Linked DNA regions of Bicyclus anynana: region 2 is linked to region 1. Evidence: chromatin contacts called from public Hi-C data. All regions are on one chromosome and are shown on one strand. Each heading gives the region's core, a stretch centred on a gene start, on an enhancer-like site or on the middle of the called end of the contact. The rest is flanking DNA. Distances are from core to core; before and after follow the strand shown. Region 1 overlaps LOC112057117 (neurogenic locus notch homolog protein 1). Region 2 holds the start of LOC112057117 (neurogenic locus notch homolog protein 1).

Region 1 (3,216 bases), core at 320-2,819:
CGATCCAAACATGTCTTGCCTATAGGCGTGCAAAATATTTATGAAATGTGTCAATGGAACAATACCTAAATTACAAAAGCTACAAAATTACAAAACAAAAAAAAAAACAATATAAGAGAAAATTATGTCAATTTAAAAAAAATGTCAATTATTACAATTACTCAAAATTTCAGTTGAAAATAGTCTTTGTAGTTATATATATTTGCATTAATTAATTTATTAAAAATATAATTTTTGAATTCATTCAATGTCATATCTTTCGCCTTTTCGGGTAAATAGTTAAAAAAATTTACCGCCATACAGTAGACATTATTTTTATAATGTTTCTACCTAACGTAGTGTTTTAATCATAAAGGGAAAAAAAATCTAAATAGAAAAGCAGGTTCTTTTATCGACCTATATACTTTGTTATATTAAGAATAGATTTTAATTGGAATGTATCTCCAACTTTTCGGTTATGTACATTTTAAGAAATTAAATATCTTATCTTCACACCGTTGAAACATCGTGAGGAAATATACCTGATACATACCTGAGTATTTTCTTAATTCTCCTCGTATGTGTTGTCTTCCAATCCGCATTGACTATTAGCCTAACCATAATATGTTTTCTGTGGCCTAACCTGAGAGGAGAATAATGCTCAATAGAGAACCAAGAGTGCTCAAGAGGGAGTAATATGGATTGTTATTTATCATGACGTTGTCGTTGTCGAATTATGGAGACTAAATACACGAGTAGGATAGTAGTAGTACTAGTATGACTCAAAAGTAATATTATTCTTTACACCAGCTGACTGACTGATAGCTGACCCTGTGAACTTCATTCATACGACTCAAAAGAGAAAAATCGTACAAGAAAATCACAATTCCCATGCACAATCAATTTCATGCTTTTCAGTTGCTCCTTTGGGATTTGTCGAATTTTCTTTCCCTGTATTAAGATCAAACAAAACATATACTTATATAATTTGTGTATTATACACAAATGTTTATGTATTAGTGTGTAGTTATTTGTATGTATGTATAATGTACATTATTATTACGTACACACCACCTACAGTTATCATAATAAGTTGCCTGGAAGAGATCGCCACTAAGCGATAAGGCCGCCTTTTGTATTCTACTTTTTCTTATGTTTCTGTTTTCTTTTATTTATTGTGGTGTACAAATAAAGAGTATTAAATAAATAAATAAAAATAAGTATATGTTCAGACGACAATGTTTTTAAATAACAATGCTTTTTATAGAGCAGTAACTAATACCCGCCAACGCTGGGTTTTAACGCATCGCTTTTTTATCTCTCGAATTACTTAAGATCAATGACGTCATCTCAATAAGAATGGCATTAAAATGAGTACTTATACTTGGCAGTAATACTTTCGTAATAACCATACTCCGTTCCATATTCGAAGTCATCACACACGTATGACGTGATTGATACCTTACCAATATTTGGAAAGAAAGTTGCATCGTAAGTCAAGGCGCGTCACGCCTTTCACTCGGTACACAACGTCATTGCGTCACCAGGTAGAATAGGTACTTGATCTGGTCACTACGCTAGAGTTCACTCACTTTAACTTGCATCATACGTAAACGGTTCCGAACACGTAAGTAAATAGCCGTTTTTAGCAATACAATGCCGGTGTAAAGCTTCCTTTATCTACACAATTAACAATAAGTGTTTGAGAGCAATCATCATAAAAGGCAATTCACACTTTGCATTATGTAAATAATTGTTACTGTTAGTTTTTAATTTTCGTATTAAGTGGAGATGACTTTTTCATCAATATGGTAGTAAAATATCAAAAATTGAAATTCAAATTTTGTTATTATATAAGATCTAGCTATTATGTAGCACCAGATTGATTAGCAAGACGAATGAGCCTAAACTCGAAGGACGTAGCTTGATTGGTTTAGGAGTTCCTATGGTTAACTTCCGACTCATCATCAGATCGATCTGATGATGAGATTGGCTCCATGGAATCAAATTATCGCATTGTCACTGAATATATGCTTACATACTAGTATATATGTATACCTTATTGACTCCAGCCAAATGACAGAAAGTTGTTCTTTAATTTCCAATATTTGACCCACAAATACTCGTTTTATATTTCAATTCAATTTGGCGACGAAGGGCTGGCCAATATATTGCGCAAAAATTACCCTGACTGTCCATCACTGAAATTCAGCATGTATTCTTGCTATCAATCCACGTGGGCATGATTGGATTGTTCCTATTTATCCTATTTTCCACGTTTCGTGGACGTGGTGTGCTCAAAATTATGCTCCATATTTTATTCCATTTTATTAAGTTAACTTAAATTTCATATTTTATTCTTTCTCAGTAAAAATACCTTTATTTGACTAACAGTTAAAATAGTAATAAGTTAAATAGAAGTTTGTTCACATTCACATTTAAAATTACAATTCAAAGTCTTTGTTTTAACTTAAACAAATGCACTTACCTATATTTGAGTACTCTTATATTTAAACTACCGCCAAAGACGTACCGTTGTAAAAGCAATTTAGCGTTCCGGTACGATGTCGTGTAGAAACCGAAAGGAGTGTGGATTTCATCCTTCTCCTAACAAGTTAGCTCGTTTCCACTTTAGATTACATCATCACCATCTGGTGAGATTGTAGTCAAAGGCTAACTTTTAAAGAATATAAAAATATAAAAAAAGTTACAAAATAAATAGTTAAATAGAATAAAGTTCGCAATATGTAGTGTGTGATGAACATAATATTTAAGTGAGTATGTGAGTGAGTGAACAAAATACTTCTCTACTCAGACAGAAGGATTTCTATAGCCACTAAAGCCTTTAAAAGGAAGAGATAAAAAGATTTGCTCTTAGAAATCCGACAACTAGTTCCATTAATGCTTTTAAAAAACCACCTAGAGTCTAGACTAGACAGTATAAATCGTAGTTATAAATTATATTGAAAGGTTTATAACTAAAAGATAAGTAACTACGAGTATATACATTTATGTAAAAGCTTTAGCTTTTCCGTTGAGATGTTCTTTCGGCGTCATTAGCTATGAGATGGGTATACCCTTGAACTTCTATAGGTATTCCTTACTTTTACAAGTTTAACTAACGTAATACTTAATACTATAAATGTAAAAGTAAGTCTGTCTTTCTGTCTGTTACGTTTTCACGGCTAAACGGCAAAACCGATCAAGATGAATTTTGGTATGATAAATAGGATATTG
Region 2 (3,066 bases), core at 307-2,806, 47 kb before region 1:
AGGACTTACCCGTATTTCAACGAAATGACGTTACCGATAAGGTTGTTGAAATATCCTTACGTTATAATTAGAATTAGAAACTAAAGTCGATTTTTTTTTTAATTCTTCAATATCAACTTTGATCTCTGACCGTACACGAGGCTTGTACTGCAAGTCGAAATTTCCGAAACGAAAACCAAAGACGCACTGTACTTTCATTTGCGATAACGCCGCCATCAGGGGCAAAGCTAACGTCGTATCAATGATACAGGGTAGCAGCCCCCCCTGTAGTTCGGGGGCCTTAAGTGTGAAAGCTAAAATTAGTAAAATATAATAATTACTCATAATCTGGTGCTTCTCGGAGAACAAACTTAAAAACAGCTAGAGATTTTCGGAATATGCCGTTCGGCTATTCCGCCGAAAAATCACAGCCAATTCATGTTGGCCAAGTTTTTTAATTGTACACGATGATACAGAATTACCCTGCTGATAATGACAATGTCAAGATAAAACGTTACTCGCGTTACTTACTCGTAGCCCCTGCTAAGTCATAAAATAATGATACAGTTTATTTAACCCCTTACTGGCTTCGGCTGGCTTTCCGTTCTTTTGTAAACTCATAGTCGTTTGACAGTAAGTACACCATTTGCGGTAGAGTGGTAATCCATACAATTGGATCAATCAGAATAAGATGATGAAAAATAATCTTTGTAAAGTTTACCTACTCCCAATAACTGTATAGACTACTAACACAAGCATCTAAAAATATCTACATTTTGAGGTTTGAATTACAGAAATTATAGGTATTTCGTTGCATTTGTTAGCAGAATTAGTTAAAAACATCTGTAATTTTGTTTCAACAAAATTAATTTTTTCAAAGCAGTGTTTCTGCTTCTTTAAATCTACAAATAGCAAACTCTAAAACCTGAGAGCAATATTATGAATAACCTCATAAGCTGTGGGTGGATTAAATAAACATTATCCAAGCTCAAGAGTAATGTCAATACCTCTTGAAAATATAATTTTTGTTCCATTAGAGTATTTGATTAGCTGAAGCATGACGAAGTTCAAATACAAAAACTATGTTATAACAGAAAACTTTTTGATTTGTATAATGTATTTTTAGTTACATGTAGGCTTGTATAGCTCATAAACAAACAGATATAAATTAATAATAAAAAGTTTAGTGCTCTTGAGAGTTTAAAAAATATATTTGACCTCTTGGCGTAAATGTTACTTGAAAGTTTGATGGATTGCTACCCCAAAACTGGTAAATAGAGAGTTTATGAACGTTTAAGTTTTAGCAGTAGTAAATCCATGACATTTTTATGGATGCAAACACATCAGAATAAAAAGAGACGCTCGGATTGTTTATAACCTTTCAATTTCAACGACATTCGGCGCCAAGAACCGGTCCGGTCACTTTCCATGACCAAAGTCAAACAGAATCATCCGAATGAGTCAGATATCAGTTTTTTGGGTGCTTTCTCCCACACCTGTACTATCACGGATACGACTTTCCACTGGGGGGAAATGGGAGCAACGTTTTGCATGGCCTTGTTCCGAGGCGAGCGCCAACTTGGCTTCACTTTACTAGCAAACCCACAGCCAGTCTTCGCCGGTCTGTACTGCGTGGTGTACGTATTGAACGAAGTCCCGATACGCGCGAAAATTCGCGAGTGAATAGTGACAGTGTTGTGCTATACAGGATTTGTAAATCTGGAGCTGTACGCGTTTTTGTGGAGGTGTGTTCTATTTTTAAATCTGTATTTTATTGACTTCACTTCATTTCAGATTGAGATGTTTCTTTTTTTTCTACGTTATGCGATTTCGCCGGTGGAGCGAAAATGTGAAAGTCCGGCACGTTCGTTTTATCGCGTGGTCACGCCTGCAGGGTTAACAATGTGCGTTATGATTTATTGCGTTACTTTAAAGTTAAGTTAATAGTGACTGATTCGACAGATTGTCCTTTGATATAATTTAATTAAAAAATATACAAACCATAACGTTTGCCTAATAATTATAACTAGGTATTGTTAACAGGTATTCATCGCATCTTAATTCAAGCTTTTTTTAAATCAAACAATTATTTTACATTTTATTTTAATATAAAAAATATTCTCATGTATTAGTGGTGGGTACGAAAATATTCCAGTGGATGTTAATCGGAGATCGAACCCATGACCTCTCGGTATTAAGCCCGGCCCCTTTACCAAGGAGTTATTGAGGCTTCATCCTCATCATTCATCATCATTAACAACCTATGTTCGGCTCACTGTTGAGCACGGGACTCCTCTCAGAATAGAGAGGGGTTAAGCTAACAGTCCACCACGCCTAGCCTAATGCTAGGCGTGTTAATAAATAAAATTATATTATAAATAATAAGAAAATTCTCAGGTATGCAGGTTTGCCCACGATGTTTTATTGTTTTATTAAATGTAAATATTAAAAAAATAACTAATTAGGTACTATGCGTAAGATCCGATTGTATGTGACTTTCCAATAAGCTATTCAGCATAAGGCACGTGATAGCCCAGTGGATATTACTTCTGCCTCCGATTCCGGAGGGTATGGGTTCGAATCCGGTCCGGAGCATGCACCTCCAACTTTTCAGTTGTGTGCATGTTAAGAATTTAAATATCAAGTGTCTCAAACGGTGAAGGAAAAACATCGTGAGGAAACCTGCATACCAGAGAATTTTCTTAATTGTCTACGTGTGTGAAGTCTGCCAATCCGCATTGGGCCAGCATGGTGGACTAGATTCTGAGAGGAGACTCGAGCTCAGCAGTCAGTTAGATGTGTAAGTCCGATGTGTTTTTGTTAGTGTAGGCCTATGCTATAGGCTGATAAATACATTACAGTTATATTTTTCCTAAATCCTAAATAGGGAATTGCGTAGAATAAAATTTAATACATACAACAATTAGAGTATTATAAAACTCTAATTAATTTTATATAACAATTTCACCCCATTTTTTATTTTAACATTTTAAATTCCAAACTTTTCTTTTTGTCTAACGCCGCATGAAATATGGCCTACTTTTAATTAAGTTTTCATCAAAATTACGTAACAGTCGTAAACGTATT

Evidence for each region. A called contact is a pair of places that touch in the nucleus more often than the background predicts.
Region 2: a contact with region 1 is called in a Hi-C map of whole larva, with 3 times the contacts expected there. The contact joins the promoter of LOC112057117 here to the enhancer-like site in region 1. A contact is called at or near these places in 2 of 2 Hi-C or Micro-C datasets (whole body and whole larva).

The regions. Positions count from the first base shown.
Region 1 is chr21:6,826,719-6,829,934 of ilBicAnyn1.1, reverse strand. All of the region lies in intron 1 of LOC112057117 (neurogenic locus notch homolog protein 1), which reads left to right. Among protein-coding and RNA genes, the nearest start is that of LOC112057106, 27 kb to the right of the region's middle. Within about 2 kb of position 1,569, at least 6 of the 8 cell types and tissues checked have open chromatin away from gene starts, as enhancers often do.
Region 2 is chr21:6,873,387-6,876,452 of ilBicAnyn1.1, reverse strand. It overlaps LOC112057117 (neurogenic locus notch homolog protein 1), which reads left to right and starts at 1,556. Exons shown (of 25, transcript XM_024097611.2): 1 at 1,556-1,724.